2 separate regions of the Sus scrofa genome follow, and region 2 is linked to region 1. Evidence: chromatin contacts called from public Hi-C data. All regions are on one chromosome and are shown on one strand. The core of a region is the stretch at or near the end of the contact, and the rest is flanking DNA. Distances in the headings are between cores, read along the strand shown. Region 1 holds the start of TMED4 (transmembrane emp24 domain-containing protein 4). Region 2 overlaps OGDH (2-oxoglutarate dehydrogenase, mitochondrial).

Region 1 (3,123 bases), core at 366-2,865:
GAGGTCAGAGACACTGAGGGGTCGAAACTCTGTTCCAGACTAAGGAGCCCACTCTTGTCCCTGGCTGTGGGACACAAGGGCAGCATCTAATTCTTAACTGTGACTGTGCCACAAAGACAAAACTTTGAAACCAAGTGAGAGATTCTGAGCCGCGGCTAAAGAGAAAACACTCTTACCAGTCTGCCACCAGCAAAGAGTGTCATCCTGGTAGAGTTGGAGTGCAGGCAGATCTGATGGTCACCCGGAGTGTGGGAAGTGAAGGTGAAGCGGCCCTCTGAGCCATACTGCCGGGACAGCACCACCTGCAACACAGCAGTGAGAGGTTCTCCTTCTACTCTGACCTCTCCAAGTGCAAGCGCACGTCTTCAGAACTCTGTACCCCCCAGAGAGCTGGTGAAAGACGGCCTGATGCGGTCTGCAATGCGCCTGTGCCACGGCCTAAGCGCGGCCAGCGGTAGCCCTACCTTGCCTTCGGGGTCCTTCACCTCCACGTGCATGCCCAGGCCGGGGGTCGAGGGCAAGAAGACCTCCTTCTGCTTATCCCACATCTGTGTGCGGTAGTTCCCTGCGGAGCAGACAGAGCTGTCACAACCCGCCTAGTCCGCCGGGTTCCCACACCCCACACTCCGCTGGGGCACTACTCGCCAGGCAAGGCCTGGCGCCTTCGGGGCAGTGCTAGAGTGGGGAGCCCAACCGGGTGTGGGGACAAACAGGGCCCAGTCCACCCTCGCCCCGCCTGACCGATGACCATGGTCTCGTCGGGGATTTCCTCGATGAAGCAACGCTTTTCGGTCTCGCCGATGTGGAAGTAGAGCCCCCGAGCGCCCGCCGCGCAAAGCGCAAGCAGCAGCAGCGCCGGCAGCCCCATCGCCCGCCGACGCCCGACCCAGACACCTGCCAACGCGCGCCCGCTAAGCAGTGCGCATGCGTGCACCTGCGTCGCGCTCCCAGACGACGCAACGAGACCAGGCACGGAGCGCGCGTGCGCAGTGACGCCCGCCCCGCCTCCGCCGAACTCCTGCTTTTCCGGCCCCGCGGCGCGGCCGAAGGGCGAGGGCGCACGCGCGAGACGCGCAGGCGTGGTCTCCTCTTCCGCGGCGCTGTCGGCTCGCTCACCCGCCCTCGAGGGCTTTCTGTCCGGGCGCGTTTGCGCCCCGCTCGCCGTATACACTGGACGGCCGATCGGGCACGACGCACGCGCTAATCCGCTCGGCCACCCTCCCCTTCGCCCCCCACATCCGGCGTTGCGCCCCGCTCGTCTGGGCTCCGGGTCCACCTCCCTCGCTGAGTGGAGGGTTGGTTAGTGGAAGGTTGGGTCCACGCGGGCGGCCGGACTCGGGGTCCGCCCGAGGTGGGAAGGGCGGAGTCCAGGCGCCAGCGGACCCTTCGGAGATCCCGCCGGGCAGGTGCCTGTGTGAGAGAGCCCGTTTGGGGTGCAGGAGTGCCTGGAGCGGCCTGCCCGGGCTTTGGGGGCCGGGACTCGGCGAAGATGCAAACCAGCCGACCGGAGACGACATTCCGAGCCAGTGGGAATTCTCGCAGGCCGAGGTGTTCCTGATTTTAGGAGTTTGTCGGTTTTGTTGCTTATGATGACGGTGTTGCCGTGGTTGTTTCTCTGACACTCCCCTACTCGGGGTACACACTAAAGTATTCACAAGTAGTCACCCTGGGGTGTGATTCAGGGAAGCGGAGGCGGAGATTGAGTCCGAGCGAGGGATGTGTGGCAGGAGGGAAGATGCGAGAAGGTCTAATTGTCACTAGACTGTGCTCCCAAAGTGCGGGGCTCGGCGGCGTCTCGTGTGTGTACTCCAGCCCTATGGTTCTCTCTCAACTTGTCGGACACTGACTGTCCCCTGGGTGAAGATTTGGGACCTGCGGTCGCTTGGGCTGTGGGTCTCGTCCGCTGGCCCGCAGTGATTTAGGTCTCAGAGTGGAGAGCGATGTGGAGTAGAACGAAACCTGGCCTCGTGGCTGCGATGGGCCTGTGCCAAGTGCACGTGGGGTCCAGTGCTTGCTTTGCTACCTGCCTTCCTTGCTAAACACAAAGAAACCCTACAGAAGCTCTCTTAGAGGGCTTGGTGGTGTGTGTGCTGCTCTTAATCTCTTAAGAAGGCAGGTGGACCAAGGCAAACATGCTTGTACTTTTAAGGAAATTTTATGAGGCAAGCCTCCCTGAGTAGCAGCAGTTCAAAAAAAGCCTCTTTTAAGATCTCTTTTCAGGAGTTCCCTGATGTTGCATAGCGGAGACAAATCCAACAAGTATCAATGAGGATGCGGGTTCGATCCCTGGCCTCGTTCAGTGGGTTAAGGACCTGGCGTTGCAGTGAGCTGCGATGTAGGTCAGAGATTGAGCTCAGATTCCACGTTGCTGTGGTGTAAGCTGGCAGCTGTAGCTCCGATTTGACCCCAGCCCAGGAATTTCCATATGCCGGGGATGCAGCCCTAAAAAGCAAAAAAAAAAAATCTCTTTTCAGAAGCTGGAAATGTGGGTTTTGTTATGACATCTTTTCTTTTTTCTTTATTTTATTTTTTTTTTTCCTTTTTAGGGCTGCACCTGCAGCATATGGAGGTTCCCAGCCTAGGTGTCCAATCCAAGCTGTAGCTACTGGCCTACACCACAGCTCACAGCAAGGCTGCATCCTTAACCCACTGAGCAGGGCCAGAGATGTAACCCTAGTCCTCATGGATACAGGCCGGTTTGTTACCGCTGAGTCACAACGGGAACGCCTGAACTCTGACTTTTAAATATTGATGTACGGCTCAGCATTTCTGTTACAGTCTGGCCACATTCATCAGTCAGTCATGATGACAACCTGTGATCTCACCCAAATCCAATGGGGGACAGGCTTCCCATTTCAGTGACTTAACCGGTTTGCTGTTGACAGCTCCTCCTTTCTCCAAGATTCTCTGTCTCCTTCTCCTCCCTACGGACTTTGAACTGGTGCAAGGTGAAACTGAGGACCTGGGCTTGGGAAACTGAGGAAAACTCGGAGTGAGGCAGGCCATGAGGCCTGTTTAGCTCTTCTGGTTATAGCACCCCTCTTGGTGGACAGAGAAAGGTGAAAACCAAACCCGAAATTTTCTTACTGGGCATGGAACTAGAGCAAAAGAAGGTTGCAACTT
Region 2 (3,241 bases), core at 395-2,894, 65 kb after region 1:
TGGTGGGGAGGGGACATCCTACCTAGTTACTCCGTGGGGATGGACATCCTGGGCCCCCAAGGTCTCTGCTGACATTGGAGTTGGAGAGTGGGCTAGGACCTTGCTTCCCAGAGGGAGTGAAAGTTCTGGCTCCCTCTTGGGCCTTCTCTGAAACCTTGGGGCAGGGTTGGAAGTCAGGGTGCATTACAGCCTGGCAGGGGCGTCAGTGGGGCTGCGGTGTGTCCTGTGTGTTTGGGCAGAACAGAGCAGTGATGGTCTGAGTTTTCTGTCCTGTGAGGCTGCCCTTCTCCTGGTCCTTTAAAGAGAGCAGCTTTTGTTGGGGCTTTTTTTGTCTACACCTGTAGAAGTTTCTGAGTTCTTTGCTCTGAGTCTGGGATCCCGGAGCCCAAAAGGACCCTCAGGGACCTCCCTGGCTGTCTGGCCTTTTCTCTGCTTCTCGGCCTCGTCTCATGCTTGTTTTCTGTATGGTCTCTGGGGCTTTTAGTTGCACTCAGTGGGGGATAGGCCGAGAGATGAGATGTCTGTACCACCTTTGCTAGACGCAGCCGTCTGTAATTCACGGTCCCAGATGACTGGAGAACTGAGGCAAGGCGAGCAGTTCTGAGCTTTGGTCGTGAGGTTTGGTGGTGCAGCCCAGGCATCTCGAGTTCAGGGGGGTGGGGGTGAAGCACTGCACACGGGGGGGAGGCCGAGGCTCTTTGTGCTGAAAGGTCACAATCAGCCCACACTCGGTCCCGCCACAAACACCCCACCAGTTAACCCCACAGTCACAACGTTCAGAAGGTTCCCAGCAGAGTGTGCACTCTGTGGACACGCTGGTTACCTGAGCCTTTCCACCAGCAAGGAGAAGTGCCCCCCAGAGAACCTCGGTTTTCTTCATGAGCCCTGAGAGCCAGGCTGTGACTGGCCGGAGCCATGCGCTTTACCAGGCCCACCTGACGATAGAATAGCCGCAGGACACGGGTGCAGAGCTTCACCAAGCCGCTCTGCTGCCATCGCCACTGCCCCCAGGCGAAAAAAGCCAGATGGCTTCATTTATTTATTTATTTATTTTATTTATTTTATTTTGCTTTTTAGGGCCCCACCCGCAGCATATGGAGGTTCCCAGGCTAGGGGTCGAATCATAGCTACAGCTGCCAGCCCCAGCCCCAGCCCCAGCATCGCCAGATCCGAGCCGTGTCTGCAACAGCTCATGGCAACACCGGATCCTTAACCCACTGAGCGAGGCCAGGGATCGAACCCACAACCTCATGGCTCCTAGTCGGATTCGTTTCCACTGTGCCACAACGGGAACTCCCAGATTGCTTTTGTTGTAATAAAACAAAAAGGGTTGAAAACGTAGAATTTGCTTTTAAAACTTAAAAACGAGTGTCCTAAGGCGTTAGATGGATGAAGGCTGTCGTTCCCAAGCAACCTTGGGTAGGAGCCGCTGGGGAGGAGGTTCCGGGCCCACCTGTGACCAGCCGAGTCAGTTCTGGTGTTGGAGCCTGAAAATGTGCATTTTTACAAATCTCCCAATCCCCCCTCCTTGGAACTTGGATACATAGCTGTGTTAGCAAGCGGCTGCCTGAGTCCCGTACTGATCCTTCGGTCTTATTTACACACTTAATTAGGCCAAGAAACAGGAGAAAGCTGATCTTGCACAATCAGGTGCAGGAGCCTGGGGTGCCCGGTTTAGAGTTTCAGCATCCATCCGGGCACCTGGAGTCATGAACTACCCCTTGCCTCCCTGCAGCTGCTGTTTTGTTTCAAGCTGGGCTGGATCCTAACCTGTGGCGTCACCTGATGATTTTCCTCCAAGTCTCTTCCTCTTTGATAATTACCGCAGCCCGGGACAAGCCTGCGGTACCCAAGAAGGAGCCCCTCCGTCACATGCTTAGCAGCCTGAGGCGGACGAGGTGGCGCCGTGCCCGTGGTGCTAATGGCATTGATGGGGCAGCGATCGGTTCTTAGCGATTAGTCAGGAGCGAGGGTCAGGGTTGCAGCGGGGAGAGCGAGAATCAGACCTGGGACTGCCGAGCGCCGTCTGGACGAGGGTCTTCGTGGGCAGCTAGGTGTTCTAGAAGGACGCCGTCCTGCCACCCTTCATCAGAGATGGCCGTGGGGTCCTCTGCCCAGCAGCTCACCCGCAGACCGCTCTTGGGGACCATCCGTCACTTCTCCGCCTCCTGGCTTCCTTCCCTCACCACGTACAGACGCTCTGGCCATTAAGAGCTACAAGACCTGTTCTAATCCAGCTCCTTTTCCACTCAAATTCTCTCCTTAACTGCGTTTCATCTGCTCTCTGATTGCCTCACCCAGTGCCTTTTCCAACCTACATTGCTTTGTGTCTTTGGGGCCTTGAATACATTTTTCTCTAAATGATGAATAATTGGTGCACTGGACTAATACATGCATAGTATGAATTTTACTCTTATTTACCTATGATGCCAGTAATATACTCAGCTTCTCTTTGTTGCTAAAGTTTGTGTTTCTGGCTGTGACAATAGTGTTGACTTTCCTATGTAGCAGAGGTTTTTATGCCTTTTCTCTTCTCTTTTCTCTCCCCTGGGGCGTCCCTTCCCTTTTGCCTGAACCGTGGCCCCCGTGTGGCTGTGCCCGTCTCTCCTCACCCCCGCAGGGTTCTACGGCCTGGACGAGTCTGACCTAGACAAGGTCTTCCACCTGCCCACCACCACCTTCATCGGGGGGCAGGAGTCGGCCCTTCCTCTGCGGGAGATCATCCGGCGGCTGGAGGTGAGAGAACACACAGTGGCCAGAAAACTCTAGTGGACCTGCTAAAACCTCGTGTTGGCGGGAGGCCTCCAAACGAGGTCGTTTATTTTCCTGATCCTGTGTGTGTATGTATATGTATATTATTGTAAGAAGGGAATCTTTGTTGTTGTTGCTCTTCTGATGAAAATCCATGTTTTTATCCTTATAGTCAGCCATTAAAAAAAGTAGAATTGGGGAGTTCCCTGGTGGCACAGTGGGTTAAGGACCTGGCATTGTCACTGCAGTGGCCTGGGTCGCTGCTGTGGCTCAGGTTTGATCCCTGGCCTCGGAATTTTCATATGCTGTGGGCACAGCCACCCCCTCCAAAAAGTGGAGTTTGCTTCTAAGAGTTAAAAAAAAAATAAATGTGTCCTAAAGTATTAGGTAAATAAAGGCCGTTGTTCCCAAACCACCTTGAATAGGACCAACTAGGGAGGGTCCTGGCCCACCCAGGACCAACTGAGGCAGTTCTGGTGTTGGAGCCTGC

The links. Hi-C and Micro-C count contacts between places; a contact is called where the count stands out from the background.
Region 2: a Hi-C map of skeletal muscle shows a contact between it and region 1, with 5 times the contacts expected there. The contact joins the enhancer-like site here to the promoter of TMED4 in region 1. A contact is called at or near these places in 1 of 5 promoter capture datasets (liver), 7 of 47 Hi-C or Micro-C datasets (embryonic fibroblasts, liver and skeletal muscle) and 2 of 2 datasets of contacts at active chromatin or transcription factors (alveolar macrophages and skeletal muscle).

What each region holds. Positions count from the first base shown.
Region 1 is chr18:50,697,311-50,700,433 of Sscrofa11.1, reverse strand. TMED4 (transmembrane emp24 domain-containing protein 4) reads right to left here and starts at 1,615. Exons shown (of 5, transcript XM_013985830.1): 1 at 1,117-1,615; 2 at 465-565; 3 at 177-302. The coding sequence starts at 548.
Region 2 is chr18:50,632,479-50,635,719 of Sscrofa11.1, reverse strand. It overlaps OGDH (2-oxoglutarate dehydrogenase, mitochondrial), which reads left to right. Exons shown (of 23, transcript XM_021079062.1): 5 at 2,621-2,736. Among named protein-coding and RNA genes, the nearest start is that of ZMIZ2, 35 kb to the right of the region's middle. Within about 2 kb of position 1,644, at least 1 of the 83 cell types and tissues checked has an H3K27ac peak or open chromatin away from gene starts, as enhancers often do. A contact at or near this core is called in skeletal muscle, where this site is marked.